Regions from separate parts of the Anser cygnoides genome. Here region 2 is linked to region 1. Evidence: chromatin contacts called from public Hi-C data. All regions are on one chromosome and are shown on one strand. The core of a region is the stretch at or near the end of the contact, and the rest is flanking DNA. Distances in the headings are between cores, read along the strand shown. Region 1 holds the start of BAZ1A (bromodomain adjacent to zinc finger domain 1A). Region 2 holds the start of NFKBIA (NFKB inhibitor alpha).

Region 1 (4,091 bases), core at 633-3,132:
TGGTAAAATCCACATCAACAACCCTGTTCTTGTGTCTTGAATCAAAACTATACTTTCAGTGATGTCCTAAAAAAAATCCAACCCAAATCAGTACAAAAATTGAATACAGTGTAAAAACACAAGAAATATTCTCATGAAAGGAACATTTTTCAGATTTCTCAGAATTAATTTCCACTGAAATCTCAATGTCCCCTTAGTAGATGTTATCCTGTGTTGTAAAAAATTATCTTAGTTCCTTCTGACCTTACTGGGAGCAGAATCAGAGTCTGAATTAGTGGTTTTTAAAGAACAGAGCTGGATTCAGAGGTGAAAACTGAACTGTTCCTCTGTATCCTAAGAATATCAAACCCTAGCGCAGCCCTATTACTTAGTGAGGATCTGTTCAGTGGAAAAATCACTGAGGGAATAATGAGGGGGGAAGAACAAGAGAGGGAGGAAAAGATGAGAAGAAAAGAGAAAGAGGGCAAGAGAGAGCAAAAAGGAAAAGGGGATTTGCTTTTGATGTCACAGTTCTATCAACTCATGCATTTTTCATGGACACCAACTAATTCTGAAATAATGCTGTGCTGACAATCCGCACACACACACACACACACACACAGCCAAGCTCCCAAATATCATGATACTGGCTTAGAAAGGATGAGATTCACAAAAATTATAAACTCAAGACTTTTATTTCCCTAGTAATTTGTGAACCTTTTGAGATCACATATTCAGGCTCTTCTCTCAAACTTGAGATTTAGAAATGTAATTATTTGTAGGGGAAGCTGAGGCTCCAATTTAATCACATCTGCTGAAGAGCCAGAGCTTAAAACAAAGCTAAGTGTTGCAAAATCTCACTGTAATCATAAGAGTTGCCAACACTAAATGTCATAACCGTGGCAAACTGTACGGTTTTGATGCAAACCTAAAATTTATGAAATGTTGGAGGCATTAAAAGTGCATTAACTGAAGTTGCACTCGTGCCCTTTGGTAGAAATTAATTAAAAACTGAAAGTGAAGCCAACTGGCAAATGAAAATAAGTTGGTAGGACTCAGAGGTAACCTGTTTTGCAGTTCAACCTTCAGATTTTGTAAACTGAACTAGAAGGGAGCACTGGCATTTCTCGGTGCTTTTGATTAAGACCTGATCACTTTTTAAACAAAGTAATTCACGAATTCGAGTGTAAACATTCTTCTAGGTTTTAGTCATCCGGGCTGCCGCAGCGCTGCTCGTTGCTTTTACTTGCAGTGCTAATGAAAAACAACCTATGCACAGGTGCAGGAAACAGCACAGGATCTTTATTTGCCCGAACAGAATTTCAGGTCGTAAACTTGTATCTTTGTGTCAGCCTTCAGATACCAGTCACCTAAGTCGTCCTGTGGGGTTTTTACAATTGTGCAGTACGTTTTCATGTACGCTCTGGACCTTGCACTGTTGAACTGCGATGGATGGGGACCTCCTTCTGTGTTTTTATGTCTTTAAGCCGGCTGGCACTTAAGAGAACACAATTAGATTAGCATCCCACTCTTAATCACCCACGGCACGGTGAGCGCGCCGGGGTAAGAAATAATAAAAGCGGTGAAAAATTAGTTCACTGGCAGAACAATATCCTGACGCTGGCGATTAACCGGAGGGGGGGAGGCAAGGCAGCGGCGGGCAGGGCCCCATCTGACACGTTCGCAACCTGGCCGAGGGCAAAACCCTGCCCTCGCCGCCCCGGGCCGGCCGGCGGGGAGCCGCTGGCGGGGCGCTCCCGGGGGCCGGGCCGGGCTCGGGGGAGCCCCTCGGTATCCGCAGCCCGGCCCGGCGGCGGGGGCAGCGGGCTCCGGTGCCCGGTTGCCGGTGCCCGGGGTGCCGCCGCCTCAGCGCAGCCCGGCCGGCCGGGCCTCCTCCCCCCCCCGCTCGGCGCGCCGCAGATCGCAGGCTGATAATTCGAAAATGGAGGATGAGCCCTCTCAGCCATTAATTAATAATGTAGCTCGCTGTCTTCCTGTGTGACACACGCTGGAAGGCACCGAGCGGCCAATAAAGATGTAGGGGAGAGAAGTGGAAGGCTCCTCCCCGCCGCTCTTCCTGATTGAGGGCTCGGAGAAGTAGATCAAAAACTTCCCGGGAGCTGGGGCCGGGGGGGGGGCAGCGAGAAGGGACGAGCGGAGGGCGCCGCGTTTCGCACCCCGGGGCGGCTCGGGGCAGCACCAGGTAGGCGGCAGGGGGGGAGCGGAGCCCCGAGCCCCCCGCGGCGGCGGGGCCGGAGGGCGGGGAGCCCCCCGAGCCGTGCCGAGCCGTGCCGGGGGGGGGGCGGGCGAGGACCCCGCTAGGGCAGCGGGCCGGCAGGAAGCGAAGGAGGGCGATAAGCGGTCGCTGCGGGCAGGAGGAGGAGGAGTGGAAGTTGGCGTCCGGGCCGGCGTGCGCGGCTCAGAGGCGGGGAAGGGGTGACCCGGGGGCGGCGGGGGGGCGGCGGAGACAAAGCGCGGCGGCGGCGGCCGGGGCCGGGGTATCCCCGCGCCGAGCACGTTGTGTGCGGCCGGGGCCGGGGCCGCGGCCGGGGCGGGGTGGGCCGGGGGGGCGCCGCCCCCGCCCGGCGTTCGGCGTCATGGCCCCATTGTGAGGCTGCGGGAGGAGGCGGGGGAGGAAGGAGCCGCCGTTCGCTCCCCGCGCAGTCCCAGGCAGGCAGCGGCGTGTCAGGCACACAAAAGGCTGCCGCCGCCGCGCCGCCCGAGCCCGCCGTGCCGTGCCGCCGCGCTCCGCCGCTCCTTCCCCGGCCCCCCCGGGGGGAGGGACACGCCGGGCCCGCTCCCTCCTCCCCGGGCCGGGGGCGCCGCCGCCCGCCCGCACTCACTGCCCGCCTTCCCTCCGTGTTTTTTTTTTCCCTCCGGTTCGAAGCGGGTCCCGGGGCAGGAAGGAGACGACGGAGCGGGGCGATGCCGCTGCTGCACCGCAAGCCCTTCGTGAGGGAGAAGCCCCCCGCCGACCTGCGGCCGGACGAGCGCGTTTTCCACTGCAGGGTCACCAACGAGATCTTCAGGGACTACGAGTAAGCCGCGGCCCCTTTTCCCCGGACCCCCCCCCCGCGCCCTTCCGCCGGCGGCGCGAGGCAGGAGCGGTTGGAGCCCCCAACGGCTGACACCTGGGCGGGGAGGCGGGGGGAGGCGGCCGGGGGATTCCCCGGCAGCGCCGCGGGGAGCCCGGCGGGGCGGAGGGGAGGTGGCGGCGGTGCCGGTGGTGGCGGCGGGGGGGGGGGGGGCTGGCGCCGAGCCCGTGCCCCGCCGAGGGGTGGGGGGAGAGGGCGGATCTCCCGGCCTGGGCAGGGGGAATCCCTGCCCGCCTTCCCCTCCTGGCGGGGGGATCCCGCCGGCCCCCTCCTCCTCCCGCTGCCGCCGCCGCCGCCGCGGGGCAGGGGGCGCCGGCTCCTGCACACCCCCGCGAGGAAGTGAAAGTTGCGGCCGCGGGAGGCGGCGGGCGGTGCGAGCCCCGGCCCCTGCCCCTGCCCCGCCGCATGTCGCTAGGCCGGGACGCGCCGCCAACGGCCGCCGGGCCGGGCCCGGGCTGCACAACGGCGGCGGCCGCCCCGGCGTGCGGGGCCCTTGGGCACCATTGTTGTGGGAGCGCCCGGCCCGGCTCGGCTCGGCCCGGCTCCCGGCCGGCCCCTGGCCGCCGCGCTTAACTCCTTGTTCCCGGCGGCCTCTCCCGGGCCGGGGTGTCAGAGCCGCCGCCGCCGCGCCGCCCATGGCCGCGCTCGCCCCGCCCTCCGCCGGCCGCGGGCCCGGGAGCCGTTGCCCGGCCCGGCTGGAAATGGCTCGGCCGCCCCGGGAGGGCCGCGGGGCGCTGCACCTGTCCGCGGCTCCCCGCGCCGGGCCGGGCCGGGCGTCCTCACAGCGCGGGGAGCGCCCGGGGCTGGAAACTGGCCCCGGAGAGGCGAGCGGCGCGGCCGAGAGGGACACCTGTCCCCGCCGCCGGTCAGGCTGCCCTGTCCCGTCACGGCCCTCCTTTTTTTTTTTTTTTTTTTTTTTTTTCCCGTCGGTGAAAAGACCGATGGAAATTGTGAAAGCGTCGTTAACGCGGCGCGGTGGAGAAAAGGCATGGGTAGTCCCTAAGTTAGTGTCACGTA
Region 2 (4,091 bases), core at 1,142-3,641, 200 kb before region 1:
CCTGGGTCGGGATGGCTGCTCCGTCCCCAGGGGCACGTCACACGTGGGCAAAGGGCTGCCTAGCAAATCTGAGCAAGCACACAACTGAAAGGGGAAAACCAAACATTGAAAAGGTGAGTTTGTTTCTTTCTGTTATATTCGTTCATGCTTGTGGACTGTATGGCAAATTGTACAGAGTAATGGCTAGAATGAGTTAATTTTCAGGAAAGGACGGTACCTCAGTAGCATAAAAGCAGCACCGGTGACCTTCAACATAGCTAAGAAACCTTTGTTTTATATTATCTCCTGCAAGCTTAAGCTATCCCTCTAAGCAAATATTGTAAAACACTATTGTTAGCTGAGAGGAGTTCCCAAGAAGACAGCAGCTTTATTTGTTTTAATAAGAGTCCTGCTTGCCCATGCATCCGCTGGCTGTCTGCTACTGTACAGAGGGATTAGAGTTAGGGCAGAGCCGGTTCTTGAGCTGTGCTTTTGGCTGCCTCTTAGCCTCAGCACCGGCTCACGTCTGGGGCCTTTCGTCAGTGAGACTGTCAAAGCTACTATTACCACCGGGGACGTCATTTTTCTTTGTACAATGAAAAACAACAGAGACGTCAGTAAATGTGAAGCACTGATGTGCACCCACTCCCACCCAAAGCTCAGCTCCTGCTGCCAGGGCACGGCCAAGCACCCGGGCACCGCGGCCCCGTGCAGCAGAGGCTGGTGCTGCATCTGCCGGGGCAGGAAGTGGGCTGATCTTTCCATCCAGAAATCATTTTCCATCTCCTTTCCGCCACCTACAACTGGCTGAAGCACCGCAGCGTTCAGATGTACACAAAATGAGAGCATCTCAGCTCGCGTGCCTCCAAAAAGAGGTTTCTGCTGGCAAACACTTTCCAAAAATAGCCCCGAGGTTGCCTGTGACAGCAGCTGGAAGTCACTCGCAGAGGCAAAGAACTTGTTTTGCTGAACTCGGTTTCCAGCCATCGCAACGAGGACGGGAAGTTTGCAAGTTTAATTTCTGCGTGGCTCTGGCGAAGCCCCACCGGGAGGCAGCTCGGTTCTTGCTGGGCTCGGTGCCCCTGCTACTCGGATCAGGAGCTTGCTTTCCAGCTCCCCTCCTTGCTTTTGCACAGAGGCAGGTGGGAGGAGAATCATTTGTTAATTAAATTTCCCCTGCCAATTTACATTAAAAAGGGGAAACTCTTTCAAGAAGCTCACAAAACTTTCATAACCCTTAACCTATAAAAGAAAGAGCTGCACGGCTTTTCTAAACCTGCCCAAAAGCACCACCGGGTTGTCCCAGGCCCAGAGATGAATAATGAAAAAAAGCCCAGGAATGGTACGGCTGGGCTGAAAATCAGAAACATCTGTTTACGGAAAGCCAGGCGTCTTCCCTCTCCTCTGGCTCCCCCTTTCATCTTCGGATTTTCTCACAAGTCCTTTTTTTCAAAGGGACACCATCCCATGGGAAAATGGCAAAAGCCAAAAAACTCTCAGACACTGTTAGTCAGCGAGGCCAGCAAGAGTTGCAAGAGAAGAAAAATTCTTAATGGGAATCCCCCACATCTGAGAAGCGGCAGCAAAATTCACCAGGGAAAAATTCAGCATCGTCAACCTCACAGGCGTCTTTTATCCATGTGGGAGCCCGCGTCTATCCTGTTCTCCCTACGCACGGATGGGAGGACATCGGTAATGAGGAGCAGGGAGTAACTAAAATGGATGCAGAGAGTAAGGGTACTGGGAGAAGGTACCGCTTCTCGGGAAACAAAGTTCCTGTGTGTACGGTCTGAGGGGTTCTGTTTAGCCTTTGACACGGCCTGGACGTACAGAGTGGAGCAGGGATCCTCCCGCCTGCTCCTAATCCCGTGAGCAATTCCACCGCAGAGGTGTGAGGTCCCTCAGGTGCTGTGTGGTACCCGCACACCTGCAGGCTCCGCAATGTGTAACACCAGCCGTGCGCAGCATCTGAGTCTCTCCAAAGCCTGGCACCCCCCAGTAAGTAAATAATTAGCATCACGGTGACCCGATCCAGGCTTTGGGACACGGGGTGCAGAAGCGGCCCCACGCCGCAGCCCAAGCTCCCCTCCTGCGTCCCCCAAAGCCCCGTTTGGCCTCCGGGGGAGGGCCGAGGAGCCGGGGGGCTGCCTGCAGCGGGCAGCGGGCCCCGCGGGGAAGCCCCCGGGGCGGCCGGGCGGCGGCGTCCCCCCGCGGGGCTCCGAGTACTTCCCCGCCGCGGGCAGGGCAGGGCCGGGCAGGGAGGGCGCAGGGAATTCCGCCCTGCCGGGCCGCGCCGCGCCGAGCCGGGCCGGCCCCCTTCCCTCCCTCCCTCCCTCCCCACCCCGTCGCCGCCCCTGGCGCCGAGCAGGACCGGACTCGCCCGGCGAGGCCTTGAGAGGCTGGAAATTCCCGCGGCGGCGGCTCCTCCCCCGCAGAAATCCCCTCCGCCGCCGTGTATATGCGGCGCGCCGCCGCCGCCGCCGCTCACTCGCGGATGCCCGCCCGGTCGGCAGCGCCAGCCCCGCTCCGCGCCCCGCTCCCGGCCCCGCTCCCGGCCCCGCCAGCCGCCCTCGGAGCCGCGGCGCCCCGCCGCCCTCAGAGCCCCGCCGCCATGATCAGCGCCCGCCTCGCCGCCGAGCCGCCCGCCGCGGAGGGCTGCGAGCCGCCCCGCAAGGAGCGGGCGGCCGGGCTGCTGCCGCCCGACGACCGCCACGACAGCGGGCTGGACTCCATGAAGGAGGAGGAGTACCGGCAGCTGGTGCGGGAGCTGGAGGACATCCGCCTGCAGCCCCGCGAGCCGCCCGCCCGCCCGCACGGCTGGGCGCAGCAGCTCACCGAGGACGGGGACACGTAAGTCGGGGCCGGGGCCGCGGGGAGGCCGGGGCCGGGACGGGAACGGGGCCGGGGCCGCCGTCGGGGAGGCGCCGGGCGGGGAGCGGAGCGCGGAAAGTCCCTGGAGCGGCGCCAGGGAGAGGCGGCTCCCGCTGCCGTCGGAAAGCCCCGGCCGCCGAAAGCCCCGGCTTTCGAAACCCGCACATGACTGAGGCCGTGGCCCGGGCACCTCGTCACCCGTGTTCCCGCCGGGGGGACTGGGGCTTTCGCGTAGCTCGGCTAATTTTTCTTTTGTTCTCTCTTTTTTTTTTTTTTTTTTGGATGCAGTTTTCTCCACTTGGCGATTATCCACGAAGAAAAAGCCCTCAGCCTGGAGGTGATCCGGCAGACCAGCGGGGACCGTGCCTTCCTGAATTTCCAGAACAACCTCAGCCAGGTACTTTCACCTCGGCACCCCGGGGCCCGGATCAACCCCCACCGCCCCCACAAAAGCCCTGTGGGGAATTCCCAAGGAAAAATCGCTTTTTTAATTCAGTGGATATTAAATCAAAGCCTCCGTTCAGGAAAGCACCCGAATGACTCCGACCGGTGTTGGTGCAACACTTTGCCTCCCCGGCAGCGGCCTCTTACTTACCGCCCCCATTTTTCAAATATGATGCAATGGGTTGCACCCCTCCTCGCTGGGATGTTAATGATACCCTTCTTACGGATTGCATGTCTGGTATCTGGAGAGCCCCGAGTTCATTGCTTCCAGACTAACGAGCAGCTCTGCACTATGTCAGGAAGCGTAACGAACTGACTTTGTGGGGTGTGTTTTCAGCTGGGCAGAAATCCCCAAGCGACTGCAGGGTTTGTGTGTTCAGGCACTGCTGCCACGTCCGCTGTGTAACTTACAGGTTTCTCTTTTCTCTTTTGCCTGCAGACTCCCCTTCACCTGGCAGTGATCACTGATCAGCCCGAAATCGCTGAGCACCTCCTGAAAGCTGGATGTGACCTGGACATCAGGGACTTCCGAGGAAACACCCCGCTCCATATCGCCTGCCAGCAGGGCTCCCTCAGAAGCGTCAGCGTCCTCACGCAGTACTGCCAGCCCCACCACCTCCTCGCCGTCCTGCAGGCAACCAACTACAACGGTACGCACATGCTGCCATACGCACACCTCAGTACACGGCGCTGCAGACGGGGCTGCTGACCTCTGCAGAGCTGGAGAAGCAGCGTTGTTTCCATTTTAATGCTGAGGAGGCCCCAGAACAATGCAGTGTCTGACTTCCTTAAAATGT

Evidence for each region. Hi-C and Micro-C count contacts between places; a contact is called where the count stands out from the background.
Region 2: a Hi-C map of liver shows a contact between it and region 1, with 1.4 times the contacts expected there. The contact joins the promoter of NFKBIA here to the promoter of BAZ1A in region 1. A contact is called at or near these places in 2 of 7 Hi-C or Micro-C datasets (both in liver).

What each region holds. Positions count from the first base shown.
Region 1 is chr5:40,197,981-40,202,071 of Taihu_goose_T2T_genome, reverse strand. BAZ1A (bromodomain adjacent to zinc finger domain 1A) reads left to right here and starts at 1,882. Exons shown (of 27, transcript XM_048059739.2): 1 at 1,882-2,182; 2 at 2,867-3,017. The coding sequence starts at 2,905.
Region 2 is chr5:40,400,119-40,404,209 of Taihu_goose_T2T_genome, reverse strand. It overlaps NFKBIA (NFKB inhibitor alpha), which reads left to right and starts at 2,391. Exons shown (of 6, transcript XM_048059840.2): 1 at 2,391-2,829; 2 at 3,139-3,247; 3 at 3,734-3,944. The coding sequence starts at 2,438.